2 separate regions of the Mus musculus genome follow, and region 2 is linked to region 1. Evidence: chromatin contacts called from public HiCAR-type data. All regions are on one chromosome and are shown on one strand. Each heading gives the region's core, a stretch centred on a gene start, on an enhancer-like site or on the middle of the called end of the contact. The rest is flanking DNA. Distances are from core to core; before and after follow the strand shown. Region 1 holds the start of Raver1 (ribonucleoprotein, PTB-binding 1). Region 2 holds the start of Swsap1 (SWIM type zinc finger 7 associated protein 1).

Region 1 (5,487 bases), core at 2,874-5,373:
AATCCTTTTCACAGCCACAGGAGCCTTGTTCAGAGACCCTCCTGAGGCAGCCCAGCTCGGGTGCTCCCAGCTCCCCTAACAACACTCAGTACTGCTTTCTGGTGCCTGCCGGGCTCCTCCTGCCTGAGCTCTGCCCACTTACTTACCTGACTGCCCTACCAAACCTAAGCTAGTTCCTCTCTTAGATCCTGGCTCTGTACCCCTGTGCCCCTACTGCTTTTGATCCCATAACCTCATTTTGCCTTCTTCCTGCCTTTCTGAAGGCCTCATGTACCTCAGCCTGTCCTCAAGTGTATTATGTAGCCAAGAGTAGTCTGATCTGATGCTCTGCCTCCAACGTTAGAGCACAACTTTCAAAACAGCTTTACCCACTGGGCCATCTCACTTGCTCCCAGGATGGTATTTGCTTACTTGCTTTCTGCTTCCTTTTTGTTTGTTTGTTTGTTTCCTGGCTGACCTGAGCTAGATTTATAGGCCAGACTGGCCTCAAATTCAGAGATCAAGCTATCTCTGCAGTCCAAGTGCGAGGATTAAAGCTGTGTGCCACACCCTACCATGTTATTTTCTAAAAGGGACTTAAATATCCTTGGCTTTTGGTATGCTCCAAGCCCTGTGGTGGGATGACTGCACCAGGTCTGCTTTGTTGATACCTAGACTCTTTTTCTTGCATGTGTATGAGTATGGTAAACAGGCATACATGCATGTTTACAGTGAGTGTACGCACAGGTATAGGTAGAAGTTGTCTCTTATTTAATGCTTGCTAATTTGGCTAATCTACCTACCCAGCTTGTTCAGGAGACTGGCTCCACCTCCCACACACTTCTATTACAAGTGGGTCATCATGCCAGCCCACCCAGCATTCCTGTAGCTGCTGGGGTTCCAACTGCAGTCCTCATGCTTATCTGACAAATGCTGAGCCATCTCCCCAGCCTTCAGCAGCTGTGCTCTAAGTAGTCTGTGTCAGGCACACTCAGTCTGCATCCACTGCTGTTACTCCTATACAATCCCATAGAGTAAACACAGACCAAGATTCCAACCTGTGACCACGCCTCCAATGGCCAGGATCTTAACCACTGCCTGGCCTGTCAGGTAGGTGTTAGAAGGGGCACATTCCTCTCCACATTAAGTTGTCAGAAGGTGCTCCATGGTCTAAACACCTGGCACAATGCAGGAAAGCATAGACATTCACTGATGGCCTTCACAGGGGAAGTCAACGCTGCCAAGTCTTACCCCAAGGGCATAGGGCTGAGCACTCCATACAGCCTATGGCAGAGTAGGGTGCCCAGTGGGCCTGGGTTAGGAAGAGACAAGTAAGAGCACTGGGGAGCTGAGCACACTGACACACGGATCACAAGCCTTGCACTTTGCAAGCGGAGGCAGGGGGGTGTCTTGATGTTTAAGGCCAACCCACTTATACAATAAATTTAACTCTAATCTGGGTTATATGAGACTCTGCTTTAAGTAAAACCTAAAGTCCAAAACCAAAAATGGGGCTGGAGAGATAGCTCAGCACTTAAAGAGTACTTGCTGCTTTTGCAAGGATGGGGTTTGGTTCCCAGCACCAACACGGCAGCTTATAACCCTCTTTAACTCTGGTTCCATGAAATCTGGTGCCCTCTGCCAGCCTCAGTGGGCACCAAACACGCAAATGGTGCTCAGGCAAAACACCCATACACATCAAATAAAGAAAACTACAACATAAGAAAAGGCAAAGGAGTGGTACAAGCTAAAGGAATGCTACAAGCTTTAGGATACTGGGCACACCATGAACCCCAGAACAATCTGGGCTACAGCCTAAATCCATGCCTCAAAGAAAGGAAAGAAGAAGGCTGGAAAATGGAGTCTGCTGCCATACCTAAGCCCGAGTTCCAGCCCCAGACTCTCATGAGTATATGCATGCTCTCCTATGCACCCGTCATCACAGCCCTCCTCATAGTCTAAGATAGAACTGCCCAGAATATACAGCAAGACAGAACCACGAGAGATCCTGCCTCAGCAAGGGGAAACTGACTTTAGAACATTGTCCTCTAACTTCCACACTAGCTGCCTATGCTAACACACACACACACACACACACACACACACACACACACACACAATAGATAAAGGAACTGACAAGGGTGGGTGGTGCCTGCCTTTAATCACAGTACTCAAGAAGCAAAAGCAGGTAAGTGGATCTCTAGGAGTTCAAGGCCAACCTCAGCTTCATGTGAGTCCCCGCCTCAAAAAAATTAAGACACGGACAGACAGAACAAGGATCTGCTTCCTCTGACACAACACAGGACCCACAATTCAGAACAGATGCTGAGCCAGGTCCTGTTACCACTGGGGACTGTCATGTCATAATTGCCCTGTCCATCCATGACCCACAAACCTGTCCCTTTGTATTTGTCCACGAAACAGTACTTGAGTTCGTAGTCGCTCAGGAGGTCATGTACTTCCTGCAGAGACACAAGCAGAAGCCGGGGAGTCACTGGGCAAGGCCGCCTACAGGTGGACCCTCCATTCAAGCAGATAAATGAATAGCTGTTTGTCCATACAGCTATCTTCTACAATCTATCTTGTGCAGGGCAAGACTGCAGATTACATGCTAGGAACACCAACAACTCAAACTGCACACCTTCAAGGAGGCTGCCCAACTTGTCTGATTCCCCTGTGCAAGGTTGAAACCGGTCCACAGCTAATTATGAAGCCATTTTCTCCAAGAGGAAAACAGCTGAGGCTGTAAGAAGTGAAACACACAAACTATCATGACAACAGGGGGCATGCTACCCAGGGGTACCTGGCCAGGGCTGTCATGACAACAGGGGGCATGCTACCTGACCAGGGACCCCACTCACTTATCTGACCCTACACTGTGTGGGTGCAGGGGCCACCCAAACTCCCTCATGTTGACAGGGCTGCTGTTTTGAATGCTGGCTTCCAGGGCAAGTTGCCTGGCTTCCTTGCACCAAATGACCTGTGTATGAGCCCAAGGAGATAGGGCTGGCAGTTCCAGATATGCAGGACACCATGCACACAAGTGTCTATTCCTTGTCTGGTCCTTTATTGTGTTCCCCAACACCTCTGCAGCTTCACTAGCCATGTGCCTATAGAGCAGGGGGTACTAGGGTGAGCCAGTGAGCAGACAATTTAGCAGCAATCAGAAAGGGCCTATCCCACCACCACCGGGCAGGGCAACAGAGATACCACTTTCTTGGGTCCAAAGAGCATTGCACACCCTGCTCTACATGGGTTCCCAATAGAAGGGCAGTCCCGGCAGACAAGATTAGCCACAGGGAAGTGCCACAGAATACAACCCCCGCCCCCCACCGCGGCATGTTCATGTCGAAAGGAGACTTCATTTTCCCAAATCAATTCTAGTAGGCATTGAGGGATGCAGCTCCAACTTCCGGGTCTACCTCTAAAAGGTGTCGATTATGCTTGATAAGAAAAGCCATGCTCTTAATTCTGAAACTTCCAGATTTGAGCTCCTGTCACCCGAAGGCAGAGGAGGGAAACAACCCTCTGAATATGCATGGGTCAGTTGGAATCTATTTCAATCAATCTATTCACAGTCTCCCGTACATATTTCAGCAGGGCCACAGCTGCCTGCCCCTTCCAACTACCTGCAACCTTCAACCACTTGGCCTCTCCCAAGTCCGATGGTCGCCCCTAGCAACGTCGACCAGCACTTTAAAGTGTTTTCTTTTTTTTCTTTTTCCTAACCATGCCCTTTCCACTTCGTTCTTAATGTTTCACGACCCTGGGAGAGGATATGACACTGGGGAGAGCCCCCACTCACAGCAGCGTTGGTACCGCCCGGTTTCCACCCCCCCGCCCGCGTGCGCGCGCACGCGCACCGTGGTGTTTCCCGCCACGCTCTCACCCCCACCCCCCATACCTGGTTGGTCACGTCCCCCGGGAGGCCTCGGATCAGTATCTTGCGGCGGTTACGGAACTGGCGCTCAGTGTGTTCCAGGCGTTTCCGGATCTCTTCCGGATCGAGCGGCGGCAACTCTTGTTCGGGCGCCCGGCGATCGACGGTCTCGGGAGTTTCCGCTTCGGCCTCCGCCTCTGGGCTCAGCGGCGGCCGGTGAGTAACGGACACGTCGGCCGCCATCTTGGGAAACCCGGCGCCTTCTGGGACCAGCGAGCTCAGGGCGGAGCGACATAGAGCGGCAAGGAGGTCGCGTGTAGTGATTGGTTGGTGGAAGCCCCGCCTCTCTCCCGGCCCCTTTCAGCGTATTGGCTAGAACCAGCCCCGCGAGCGTTGCCCCCTTCCCCTGACTCTGGGCCATTGAATAAAAGGGCGGAGCTGCAACATGGAGCCGCCTTACAAGGCAGGATTGAGAATAGGCAGGCGTGAATCCCTAACACCGCCTTAAGAGTTGGTCAGGTGCACACACCTGTAATCTAAGCCCTTTAGAGGGGAAGGCAGATCTTATGATGTCATCCACAGTTACAACGGAAATCAAATTCATGAGGATCCTGTCTCAAAAGAGAAAATGAAACGACAGACAAAAATTAGGTGTACTGATGTACGCATGCAATTCCAGCACTTTAGAAATGGAAGCTGCCAGGCAGTGATGGCGCACGCCTTAAATCCCAGCACTTGGGAGGCAGAAGTAGGTGGATTTCTGAGTTCGAGGCCAGCCTGGTCTACAGAGTGAGTTCCAGGACAGCCAGGGCTACACAGAGACATCCTGTCTCGAAAAACCAAAATGGAAGCTGCAGGACTTGAAGTTCAAAGTCATTCCCTACTATACAACTCAAGTTTGAGATAAACCTGATTCAAAAAAGAAAAACAAACAACCAAATAACAACGACAAATGCTGGCATTATTTTCAGCACTCTGAAGGCCTAAGCAGCCTGGTCTACATAGTAAGTCAGGGTTTCAAAAAACAAAGAAAAAAAGGACTAACTGCTAAGCATGGCAACCCCTGAGTTTCATTTCCAGCAGACTTGGTAGGGGTAGTAGAGATAGACAGCACAGGAAGCAAAAAGTTAAACAGGAGCTGGGGAAGGAACTGGCAAAAGACACAAGGAAGAAAAGATCAGCAGTTTATAATGACAGACATGGATCTCTCTAGCACCAGAAAACTACTTTCAGGAGTCTATGGGCAAGTGCTAATGTGTGTGTGTGTTTGTCTTTCATGACAGGGTTTCTCTGTGGCTGTCCTGGAATAACTTACTCTGTAGACTAGGCTGGCCTTGAACTCACAGAGATCCACCTGCCTCTGCCTCCAGAGAGCTGGGATTAAAGGTGTGCACTATCATGCTGAAAGTTTTATTTTAAAGATTTATTTTTATATTTTTTAATGTGAGTACATTTAATGTGTGTCACTCTCTTCAGACACACCAGAAGACGGCATCGGATCTCATTACAGATGGTTGGGAGCCACCATGTGGTTGCTGGGAATTGAACTCAGGACCTCTGGAAGAGCAGTCAGTGCTCTTAACCACTGAGCCATCTCTCCAGCCCTTGAAGGTTTTATTGATCTGGAA
Region 2 (5,810 bases), core at 1,877-4,376, 860 kb after region 1:
AGAAAAAAGGACAAGCAGTGGTGCACGTCTTTAATCCTAGCACTCAGCAGGCAGAGGCAGGAGCATCTCTGAGTTTGAGGCCTAGCTGACAGAGCAAGTGCCAGGACATCCAGAGCTACATAGAGAAACCCTGCATAAGAAAAAAAGAAAGTAGTAAATAAGTTAATTCAATAAAGAGTAAAATAAGCAGGAAGGGAGGCTGGAGAAGAACAGCACACATTGCTCTTGCAGCGGGCCTGGATGCAGTCCCAGCACTCATATGGTGGCGCAGCCTTGACTTCTAAGGGCACTAGGCTCACATGGTGCACATAGTGCCACATAATGCATATGGGCAAACTTTTATAGCCATAAAACAAAAATAAACAAAAAAATTAAGTGGGGCTGGGGGGAAAAAAAAGAGGGCCAGGGCTGTGCTCTGCTCAGTGTTCCATGTTCTTTGTGCTTAGCTCAGTGCTCCATGTTCACTTGGCACAGGTGGGGTCCTGAGTGATGAGGGGAAGAGAGGGAGGAGAGACCAAACCAGCAACCAGCCAGCCAAACAATCAAATAAACAAATAAACAAACCCAGAGCTAGACAGAGCCCATAGAGCCAACCCTTCCGGTAAGGCACGTGAAAAGACCCGTGGAGAGTGTGCTGTTGTGATCTGTGCACTTAAAGCTTTGCAGTGTCAGGCTGTGTCTGGGTGGGGGCTGGAGGCTGAAGCATCAGACTTCCTACAACAGTATAACTGTGCTCAGGATGTCTGAAGAATCCCCACCACATAGTCTTCTCAACCTGTGTCCTAGTGTGTGTGTGTGTGTGTGTGTGTGTGCGCGTGCGCGCGCGCAAGGGTCAGGGTGTGGAGTATAAAGTGGGAATATTGTATGGAATGCTTTGTGTCAGGGTTCAGCTGTTTATGTGTGTGGGGGCAATAGAACTCTGAATGCCATAGCATGTGTGTGCATGTGTGTGCATGCAGGGTGTGTGTATGTGCATGGTATGTGTGTTCTGGGGTGTGCATGTGTGTGTGCAGGGTGTGTGTGTGTGTGTGCTCAGGGTGAGGGTGCCCAGCTGTGTGTGTGGGTGTACTGGGGGATGTTGTGAAGCTGTTTTCTGTCCCCAGAGGGAAAGAGTAAGCTCAGGAAATCACAGTTCCGCCCTGTTCCTGGGTCTCCAGGCAACCGTACCACTTTGAAGTTACTAGGAGACAAGGTTTCCAGGGAAACAGGCTTGAGTGACAGCTCACGAGCCAAGTTTGGGTGAAGAGACTGGCTGAGAAATCAGGATCACCCACCACTCACCTTGGTTCCCTCAGTTCTTCCTCTTTCATTCAGTGACTTGACAAGAATTGCACTTTTCCAGTGTGGTCATAGACTCTTGTGAATGAAGCCCTCATTCTCTCTTCTCTCTCTCTCTCTCTCTCTCTCTCTCTCTCTCTCTCTCTCTCTCTTTCTACACACACACAATTTTCTCTCTCCTCTTAATACAAGCAGGCATTAAGAAGGTCCCAGGCCAAAAAGAAAGTTAGATGACAGGCCTCTTAAAGGGCCCTCATACAGGGAACCTGGGAGAGGTCTCAGTATGTACAGTGCAGGATGTACAGGCACGAGCCTGAGAGTCGACCCATTTAAACACTGGACACAGGATCGGTCTCGTGGTGGGGCTGTGACGGTCATCCAGTCTGACATACACAGCAGTGAACAAGACACACTGTGCAAATGAGCTAGAAGGTAAGGACTGACCTCCACACGCTAGGTGGCACAGGTAATCCTGCACACGCCCACACAAAAAAAGATTTTTAAAAAATCCCAGAAATCGGGGCCAGTGAGATGGCTTAGAGGACTCTTGCCACCAGCCCTGAAGATCTGTCATCCAGGGGCTGGCGAGATGGCTCAGCGGTTAAAAAACACTGACTGCTCTTCCAGAGGTCCTGAGTTCAATTCCCAGCAACCACATGGTGGCTCACAACCATCTACAATGGAATCTGATGATCTCTTCTGTCATGTAGGTGTACATGAAGACAGAGCACTCATATACATAAAATAAATAAATAAATCTTTTTTTAAAAATCTGTCATCCAGGGGACACACATGGTGGGGTAGAAAGAACTGCATCCCATCCCAGAAGTTGTCCTCAGAGTGCATGCACTCTGTGTCAATGGGAGTATATACACACTCACACCAACTAAATAAATGTAATCACCCCTCCCCCCATGGAGGGCAGAGTGCCTGCTCAGCATGGACAAAACCCCGAATTTCACCCCCAGCCTTGTATTAACTTATCATAGTGGCACAGGCTAAAATGTCTGGGACCCTACCAAAAAATAAAATTCCCCATATTCAACTATGCAGAGACAAGCAAACAGGTCTCTGTGAACTTTGCTTCGGTGACATCAGCAATTGTTCACACCAACGCATTACAATGATCACATGGAATCACAATATTCATTTTGCAGGTGGGCAAGCTAAAAGTCTGGTTATCATCATCATTATTATTATTTTTAAAGATAGGTGCTCATGTAACTCAGGCTGGTTGCAAACCTCAATATATATCTAAGGGAACCTACTTTTTTTTTTTTTTTTTTTTGAGACGGTTTCTCTAGACTGGCCTTGATCTTAAGAGATTCACCTGCCTCTGCCACTCAAGTACTGGAATTAAAGGTGCGCGACACCACCGACCGGCTTCTACTTTTTTTAATGTTTAGATTTATTTTTACATGAGTGTGTGTATAAGCGCGGGGCCATAAATATATGGGTGCCACGTGTCCGCGGAGTCCAGAAGAGGGCGTCGGATTCCCTCACACTGTACTTGTGCATGGCTGTGAATCACCTAGTAGATGGTGGGAACTGAACCCGGGTCTTTTGGAGGAGCAGCCAGTGCTCGTAACGACTGAGCCATTCTCTACAGCTCCGACCTAGAGCCTGGGCGTCTCTTTGGAGCACGTTTGGACCCTCGACCTTCCTTTCCTTTTAATCGATCACACGGCTTCTTGCAGCAATTCCCTCAAAGTACCCACTTCCTCCACGCTCCGTGTTTTGATCATTGGCTGACAGCTCCAGCGACGAACTTAGTCTGTGAACTATAGCCAATGAGGCCTCTGTGTGGGCGGGCCCAAGATGAGATATCGCTTTTGATTGGTCAGCGGCACTCAGCAAATGGCGGAGGCGCTGAGGCGGGTGCTGAATGCCGGCTGCGCGGCAAGGCCAGGAGAGGATGGCGCTGCCGGGCCGCCATTGCTGTTGCTCGGCGCTCCGCGCTCTGCGCAGACGTCGCTGCTGTTTGCAGCCGCCCTTGAGGCGGCAGGGGAAGGCCGCGGGTCCGTCCTCTTCGTGACGCGAAGGCCCCTTCAGAGCCTGCCGCTCAGTACACCCACAGCGCGAGAGCATTGGCGGCTCCAGGTAAACGGAGGGCTGGACCTGGCAATGCGTTACCCAATGGCGGGCTAGTTCGCGCCTGAGTGACAGTTCGATAGGCAAATGGCAGCGTGAATCGTAGATTCACAACTAAATCGTCATAAAGCGTCTGTGGAAGTGGTGGGTGGAAGAGGCGGAGTAGGGTCGTGGGACGGGACAGTGCGGGTTTAGTTAAGATGAAGTGAAAGACCGTCCTGTGGTCGGGCGGCATTGGTGAGCATGGGTGACAAACCAAAACAAACCACCAAAAACAACAACAAAAAAATACGGACTGGGATTAACTGAACAGAGAATTTACCTAACATGCGCGAAGCCCTGGGTTCTTTCTATCCCTTTAACCAGACTTGATAATATATGCCTGGGATTCAGTTCTCAGAAGTGTCAGGCCATCCTTGGCTACAAAACGCGTTTGCGATCATCCTGGGTCACATGAGGCCCTGTATTAAAGAAAAAAAATGTTTTTTCCTTAAATAATCTTGAGCAGTGACAACTGCTGGAGAAGGGCAGGTGACAAGGGTGAAGTATTTGAGCTGGTGCTTCATCCTGGAACTTTATATATGGACCATGAGAGCCTAGACCGGAAAGTATAGAAGTGAGGTAGCCATAATAGGGAGTTTTGACCTCCTATATTAAGTCTAGCCTTTTCCTATCTTCTAGAAGGTTCGTTTCCAGTACCCATCCTCAATTCAAGAGCTTCTCCAGCTGCTGGCCTCTGCCCATGAGGCCCCAGCACCGACCCCATCCCTTCTACTCCTGGACGGCCTGGAAGAATATCTCGCAGAGGATCCCAGTGCCCAGGAAGCCGCCTACTTGGCTGCATTGCTTCTGGATACTGCTGCCTTCTTTAGCCACCGTCTTGGAGCCAATGGCAGTTGTGGGCTTGTTGTGGCCCTTGAAACCCAGAAAGAAGCAGAGGCCGATGCCCCACATCTGCCATTACTTAAGCGATATTTTCCTGCACAGTGCTGGTTGCAGCCAGATGCCCTAGGCTTGGGACAGCATTGCTGCCTTCGAGCCAGCCTAGAGTTGGGCAAACTGAGCCCTAGGACAGAGTGGTCAGTGAGTTTCTTACCCTGTGGAGAGATGAAGGTCACCCCATGGCTTGCCCAGGCTTCTAAGCTCAGCCCAGAGAAGAAAGATTCAAGTGCTGGAAGCCAGTCCTTAACTTTGGGATGTGACAACCTCCCTGGTCCTGGGTCTCCCTTGGATGGGATACTTACTTCAGAGACAGGTGCAGATTCAAAGACCTGAAAAATGTAGATTTTCTGTTTATAAACTAGCATTATTGTCATCAGGGCTGGCAAGATCCCTTGGCAACAGGCACGGTAATTTGACTGATTCCCGGGACCCTCGTGGTAGAAAGAACTGACTCCTGCAAGTTGTCTTCTGACCTCCACATTTGGGTGGAAACACACAGCCCTCCACACTAATGATAAATTAGTAATGAGACCTTTAAGATAAGTAAGGCCAGCAGAGCCTTCCTTTGCCCACTCACCGTTGTCAATGAGATTCAGCCATGTTTCCTAGTGCAGGTCTTTTTATCTGCTGCATTTTTTATCCAGGCAGGCTCTCTAAGTCAGGCCAGCCTCAAACTAGATCCTTAGCTGAGGCTGTCCTTGAACTCCTGATCCTACAGCCTCATCTCTTGAGGGCGGGGCCTATCGAGTATGCTCCTGTTCTTGGCTCCTCTTGCACATTCCTTGGGTGCCCGTATCCCAGTTACCTCTATGTGTTGGCTTACGTAGTCATCCACATGACCTTGCACATGTATTTAGGGTGTACAGTTCGGAGTGGATCCACTCCACATAGAGTATGCACACATTTAGCTTGCTTAGGACAGGCCAGCTTAGGGAGGGAGAGGTGGGAGATCACAAGTGCAAGGCTATCCTTGGCTACATAAGGTGTGGGAAGCGATGCTGGCTCACACTGGACCCTGTCTCCAAAACCCAAAGTGGGCCAGGTGTGATGGCACAGGCCTTTAGTCCTAGCACAGAGGCAGGTAGATCTGTACGTATGTGTTTAAGAACAGCCTGCTCTACGTGGCAAGTTCCAGACCAACCAGGGCTACATAGACCCTGCCTCAAAGACAAAAACAAACTAGGGAGCTGGAGGAGAGCCCCGTGGTTGGGAATCCTCTCACTGTGACAGCCTTGGTTCTCTATCTGTCTGAGTCATTTCCACTCCCGTGAAAAACCCTCACCCATATTCCTGAACATAAGCCTAGTAAAGCTCTATTGGTTCACCACATTGGACTCTGGTGGTCTGTGTACTTGGGTTTTCTGTCCGGCAGGAGATCAACAGTGGATATGACACTAAGTTTTGGAGCAGTGTGTATTGACAGCTAGTGACATATACACTGACCATTATGTCTGTCTTCATGTCGCCAGATCCAAAAATTCAGTGCTAGCTGTTTATTT

Evidence for each region. HiCAR-type assays count read pairs that join an accessible place to other places.
Region 2: a contact with region 1 is called in a HiCAR-type map of astrocytes, with 2.9 times the contacts expected there. The contact joins the promoter of Swsap1 here to the promoter of Raver1 in region 1. A contact is called at or near these places in 3 of 115 datasets of contacts at active chromatin or transcription factors (astrocytes, microglia and pancreatic cancer cells).

What each region holds. Positions count from the first base shown.
Region 1 is chr9:21,087,876-21,093,362 of GRCm38.p6, forward strand. It overlaps Raver1 (ribonucleoprotein, PTB-binding 1), which reads right to left and starts at 4,124. Exons shown (of 13, transcript NM_027911.4): 1 at 3,884-4,124; 2 at 2,375-2,441. The coding sequence starts at 4,102. It overlaps Gm38431 (predicted gene, 38431), which reads right to left and starts at 4,133. Exons shown (of 17, transcript NR_038081.2): 1 at 3,884-4,133; 2 at 2,375-2,441.
Region 2 is chr9:21,952,627-21,958,436 of GRCm38.p6, forward strand. It overlaps Swsap1 (SWIM type zinc finger 7 associated protein 1), which reads left to right and starts at 3,127. Exons shown (of 2, transcript NM_025870.1): 1 at 3,127-3,378; 2 at 4,051-5,644. The coding sequence starts at 3,136. The coding sequence ends at 4,644. Gm45914 (predicted gene, 45914) reads right to left here and starts at 3,380. Exons shown (of 1, transcript NR_132099.1): 1 at 2,658-3,380.